Linked DNA regions of Mus musculus: region 2 is linked to region 1. Evidence: chromatin contacts called from public Hi-C data. All regions are on one chromosome and are shown on one strand. The core of a region is the stretch at or near the end of the contact, and the rest is flanking DNA. Distances in the headings are between cores, read along the strand shown. Region 1 holds the start of Larp4b (La ribonucleoprotein domain family, member 4B). Region 2 overlaps Larp4b (La ribonucleoprotein domain family, member 4B).

Region 1 (2,716 bases), core at 92-2,591:
CTAATTCCACTGCAGCCATGGGAAGCCCTCCCGTTTGTTCAGTTATGGAAAACTTCAAAGTTTCAGTTTATGATTAAAACAAAGTATTCCAACGCCAGTGAGAAGGTCGCGAATGGAAGGCAGATTGAGATCATTTTTCTCCGGGTCGTTTTCTCACATTTCGAGTCAGTCCAAATTCAAAGCCACCTTACACCAAAAAACGAGGGGGTTAACAAGATTACATTCACTGAAAGTCACAAGATGCAATGACCTCAACTCAACAAACTTCATGTTCTACTATACACCACTGAGAAGCAGGTGGTTAAGAGGTTCCTGGCCGGTTACCATGAGTCTTCACATTTAATTTTTATTTCTTAACTATCTCAAAGTCGGACCCGCTCAAGTCTATCAAGTGTATGGGGGAAAAGGGAGCAGCATTCCAAACACACACTCGAGCAACAGGATCCTAACTTCCTGGTTCTAAAGGAATGCGATTCCCTAATGAGCCACCTCTCCCCGCAGCAGCGAGCGCGGCTGTCTGGCCGGTCTCCGGCGGGACCGAGGGGGGCGAGGCCCCGGGCGCCGCACTGCGGGTCCCCGGGGCCCGCCCGCCTGCCCTCGGGGCGATGGTGGCCTGCGACCCCAGCCCATTCTCCTCGGGCTGCATAGGCAAACCCCCAAGAGCCTGGGAGACGCGGCCTCCGGGAAGACTCTGCACACGTCTCACTTCGCTCCAGTCCTCCCCGGCCAGGGCCGTGTCAGTCAGGTCTGACCCCGGCCCGCAGGTCCTCCCAGGTCCAGCCTACCCCGGGCTATCGGGGCCACAGTCCAGCCTGCCCTGCCGCTCCCTCCGCGGCACTGCCCCTCTTTCTGTCCTCCCCAGCGCCGGCCCCAGCCCGGCCCTGTGCCGTTCCCCTCCCCGCCCGGGCCCGGCCCTGCCCGCCACTGGCCCCGTCCCTCCGGGAAGATGGCGGCCCGGTGACAGGCTGGTGGAGGCGCGGGTCCGAGCACGGGGCGCGGAGGGAGGCCGCCCCGTCGGTGACCGAGGACCGCCCCGCTCACCTGTCAGCCGCCCGCCCCGCCCGACCGGCCGCCCGCGGGCTCGTCGCCGCAGCCCCGGTGCCCGGCGACCGCGCAAAACACGCGGGGACGGCCGAGGAGGGAGACGGCAAGAAAAGGCGGCACGGCCGGGCCGGGCCGGAGACAGCAAAGAAGAGCGGGCGCGGACTTGGCAGCGACGGCAGCCGATCCTTCCTTTTTCGGGCCCGAAAATGTCTCAACCTCGAGACTCCAGATCCCCAACGCTCCTTCCCGTTCGCATGAGAACACACAGATCCCACTTCCGGGGCCCTGCGGAAGTCCCACCCCCGCGCGGCCCCGCGCCCTACCCCGGCGCCCTCACCCACCCGGCCCGCCGACTGGCGTTTGGCGCCCAGGAGAGCCTAGCGTCATGGAGGCGCTGCGTAGCGATTGGCTAAGAGGGGACGCGAGTCCTCCCTTCTACTTCCCCCGGCCTCTCGGCGCGCACCCATCTCGCGGCATCTGTGATTGGCGCGTGCGCGCACGACGCCAATTTCCCCCCCCACACCCCGCACCGCCCCGCGCCGCCCCACCCCGCCCCGCCCCGCCCTGAGCTGCTGCGCGCGCCGCACACCTCGTCTCTCCCCGCCCATTCTGCAAGCCCCGCCCTGTAGCAGTCGGAGCGCCAGTTGTAGGCAGCTTAGCATCTTATGAGCAAGTGCTGGGGTGTGGGGCGTCCCAGGCTGGTGGCGTCCTGAAAGCGCACCCCTCGCTCCGGACCCGCTGTCCCCAGGACCTGGACCCATGTCCGGCATTTCTCTACAGCTTCCCCGACTTCAGTATGGGACAAGAATGATTTGGATAAGCAAAGAAACCTGCTCTTGTCGCTTCCCAGAGAATTGAAAATACTAAAACCCTTCTTTTATCGATTTTCTTTTAAAAAAAAAAAAGAAAAAACGTATATTACATTTACTTTACTTAAAACTTGCTGCCTACTTATCTGCGTTTATTCGCCGGTTGCTTACTGTCTATAATTCATTATTCGAAGCCATACGAATTTTTCCCGAATGAAAAAGCTCTCTTGGAACAATATCCATGGTTACCATACCATACCATACCATACCATACCATACCATGGTTCTGCTCATTGGTTTCTAGGAACATTTTTCAAATACTGAAGAGTGCATTTTGGAAGAACCATCTTTGACTCTCCTGTATTGGGTCTTTTTTGTGGGAGTTTCTTCTCTTCCTCCCTCTGGGTCTTGATGCTCAAACTCTTGGTGTTTACACTTCAGAGCAAAGGCCTTAACCAAGTGAGCCACCTCACCCAGCCTCTATGTGACACCTTGTTGCAGTTACTAGGCTTAAGACTGTTTCCTAGTTAACTATTTCACAGGCATTCTCACAGTATTTAGTCTCATAGTAACTATTCTCACGGTATTTCTTCTTCAAAGACCAGTTCTCACTATTTTTACACAGGCTGGCTCCCTCGCATTGATTGTTTTGCCTCCCACCTCCCGAGTTGGAAGTACTGCCTGGCACTATGTGCCCTACTCATTGACGTGTCTCTAAAGATAATAAATTGTAAGTAAAGCTTGCCTCTGGTACTGGAAAGAATATACAACATTAGTACTATTAATGCTTTTCCCTTCCCTGGTAGTTCTGCCTGCTGTTAACACCTCGGGGTATTTGGTGTCCGTAAATGCAACTGGTACAC
Region 2 (2,716 bases), core at 99-2,598, 35 kb before region 1:
GCATCATTACCAAAGGCTTTAGAAACATCTTGAATTGATTCAGTGTTAATGAGACACAGGTCTGGGCTTCTGTCACTGTTGGCCCACTCCTCTTCAGGTGACAATAAACTGTGGTTTAAAGGTGGCACAACTGTAAGGTCTGGGTCTTCATTCACACCATCAGTTCTGTAACTGTTTTCAATTTGATTAGTTTCACAGTCAGGATCTGCTGCTATGCCAATACCAATACAAGTTACCATATTCCCATTGGGCACAACCTTGCTAAGAACACTGGTTTCCCAATGAAAACTGGACTCGGCATTTCCTGTGTTCTTCTCACAGATCTCTCTATAATTAGCTTTCTGTGGTTCCTTTTCAGCGTTTGCTAGTACATAGGGCCCACTGAATTGGTTGTGTAATACACCAACCAAGCTCTTCACATGTACTTTATCTCCTGTTTTGTCATGTAGGCCTGTTTCCCTTGCTTCAGGACCAGTACAAGTGAAAATAAATGCAGGGGGTGTTACTGTGCCCTGATGCGGTCTGGAGTGAGACTCGTCATTTGGCATTCTTTGTGAAAGTCCAAGCTTCAGGAGATCCGCCTTCTGGACCACCTCTTCTGTGTCTGGTTCACTTTTCACTTGCGTTAAATCATAAGTTTCTCTCTGAGCCTTGTCTGCCCTATTACCTCTACAGACATCTGCTTGACACCAACTTTTCAACTCCCTCTTGGCACGGCTCTCCGTCTCTAAAATGCTCATTTTATCCTCATCTTGACAAATGGAACTATTTTCAGAACACAAGAACAGCTCACCTCTGTTTGCCAGCTGGATACTTCCAGTTTCCAGATTGCTATCCCCCAAGGGTTGCTCCTCCACACACACTGGTCCCCGGTGGGATATAGGATTAGGGCCATCAAGTTTGCTCAAGGCAGCTTCTTTGAAATTAGCATGAACTGGGAGATAGTCCCTGTCTAAGCTCTCTGACGCTAACTTTTCAGGACTTAAATTAATCTTATCTAGACCAAAGGAAAGGGTCCTACCTGACCTGCTAACACTGATGTGGAAGTAATCATTACAGTCTAGTGGCTTTTCAGAGTTGTGCTCTCTTTCCATTTTAGAGTTTAAACTTTGACAAGTGCTAACTGTTGTAGCCGCAGGTTCAGCAATCCCATCAACATGGGAACTATCACTTGGTAAATTAACAAGTGAATCACCCATCTGACTTCCTATTCCTGAAGCACTGCTCTCTCTCTCTTCAGATACAGCACACATGCGCTGTAATGAGTCACTGCCTATGTTAATAGTTAATTCAGGGAGTAGGCCAGTATTATGTAATATACTATGTTCTGTGTGATCTTTAGGGAATTTGGCATGAACTTTTGCCCTTAGAGACTCAGCTTGCAGGTCACTGATGAGTGCTTCATCAGATGCAGCACTGTCCACCAAAGGATCAGAACTCCATTCACTTCTCTCACTAGACACTTCTCTTGTGTCACGTGGGCCGAGGACATCTTGGGGTAAGAGCTCTTCCTGCTGCAGCTTTCGCTCTCCTGCCCTCTGTATGGCATCTGAGGCAGTATGCTCTTCCCTGTTATCTAAGGGCCGATCCTCTTGGAAAACTTGGTAAGTAACAGCTGAATGGCTTTCTTCTGCAGCTGTTCCATACATGGGAGTGAACAGTCCCTCATCCATGTTCATACAATCCAGATCTACAGCACAAATACTATAAAATCTGCTTTCCCTTGAATTCTTACACAGTTTGTCACCAACACAAATACGGGTTGTATTTTGCAACTCTCCAGCAGACACACTAACAGAGTTACTCTCATTTAAACTACTGATTCCACCATTTAGCACGTTTTCTTTTTCTAATGAGTTTTTGCAAGTGGCCAGGTAACATTGTAGATGGTCACTTACAAAAGTTTTCTCCTGCTGGTCAGAAGACATGGGCACACGTGAGAAAGGCTGGTCATTTTCAGAACAAGCCTGTCTATCACTATTCATACCCAGTGGATCACTGGCAATCTCAGAATTCTCTTCGGTAGCAACAGTATCTAAATTCTTGTTAACCTCATCTAAATTTTCAGACCCATAAAAGAACTCAGAAGTGGTAGAGGAATTAGAATTCAATGACTGCTTTGATCTATGATCCTGTTTGTGCCTGGACCTGGTAAAAACTCTAGTCCACACAGTAACACCAGCGGCTGCTCTGCTGGGTCCATTTTCAACAGTATGAAGCTCCTCACCTTCAAGGGTATCAAATAATGAAGATAAAGTTTTACTTATCTTGGTCTCCGGTTTCTTCTCTTCCACACATTTTTGTAACAGGCCAATTTTCTCATTGTCACTGTCATTACTGAGTTCTTTGCTGAAGCAACAGCCCATATCGAAACTTCAGAACTCACATCACAATGTTCGTCCTTTTTTGCGCCTCTACAAATGTGTCTCACACTAACTTGCTACAGTTTGGAGACTAAGCCAACAGCCCATACCAAAAATAGCTCCTTGCAAAGTAGTCACATGCTCCTGCCACTCAAATCCAAATCCTAATGACAACAGAGTCCTGCCTGACATTCATCAGACTTCTTGTGCTGAAGTTCAAATGGCACATGGAATCTAAAGCTGCAGAACAGCCAGCCGGAGGAGAACAGAAACATATACATGGTTTTATCTGATTTTCAAACACTTAACTCTAAAAACAACTCAAGTTCTTTAGCACAGCCAGAAGAAATTTC

Evidence for each region. A called contact is a pair of places that touch in the nucleus more often than the background predicts.
Region 2: a Hi-C map of cardiomyocytes shows a contact between it and region 1, with 1.6 times the contacts expected there. The contact joins the enhancer-like site here to the promoter of Larp4b in region 1. A contact is called at or near these places in 3 of 39 promoter capture datasets (the 3T3-L1 cell line, liver and macrophages), 11 of 484 Hi-C or Micro-C datasets (bone marrow-derived macrophages, brown adipocytes, cardiomyocytes and 5 more), 10 of 115 datasets of contacts at active chromatin or transcription factors (the HPC-7 cell line, the SCID.adh cell line, bone marrow-derived macrophages and 5 more) and 2 of 9 other capture datasets (adipose tissue and pancreatic islet).

What each region holds. Positions count from the first base shown.
Region 1 is chr13:9,092,506-9,095,221 of GRCm38.p6, reverse strand. It overlaps Larp4b (La ribonucleoprotein domain family, member 4B), which reads right to left and starts at 1,341. Exons shown (of 18, transcript NM_172585.3): 1 at 1,042-1,341.
Region 2 is chr13:9,127,688-9,130,403 of GRCm38.p6, reverse strand. All of the region lies in intron 3 of Larp4b (La ribonucleoprotein domain family, member 4B), which reads right to left. Among named protein-coding and RNA genes, the nearest start is that of Larp4b, 35 kb to the right of the region's middle. Within about 2 kb of position 1,348, at least 45 of the 459 cell types and tissues checked have an H3K27ac peak or open chromatin away from gene starts, as enhancers often do. A contact at or near this core is called in adipose tissue, bone marrow-derived macrophages, cardiomyocytes and 3 more, where this site is marked.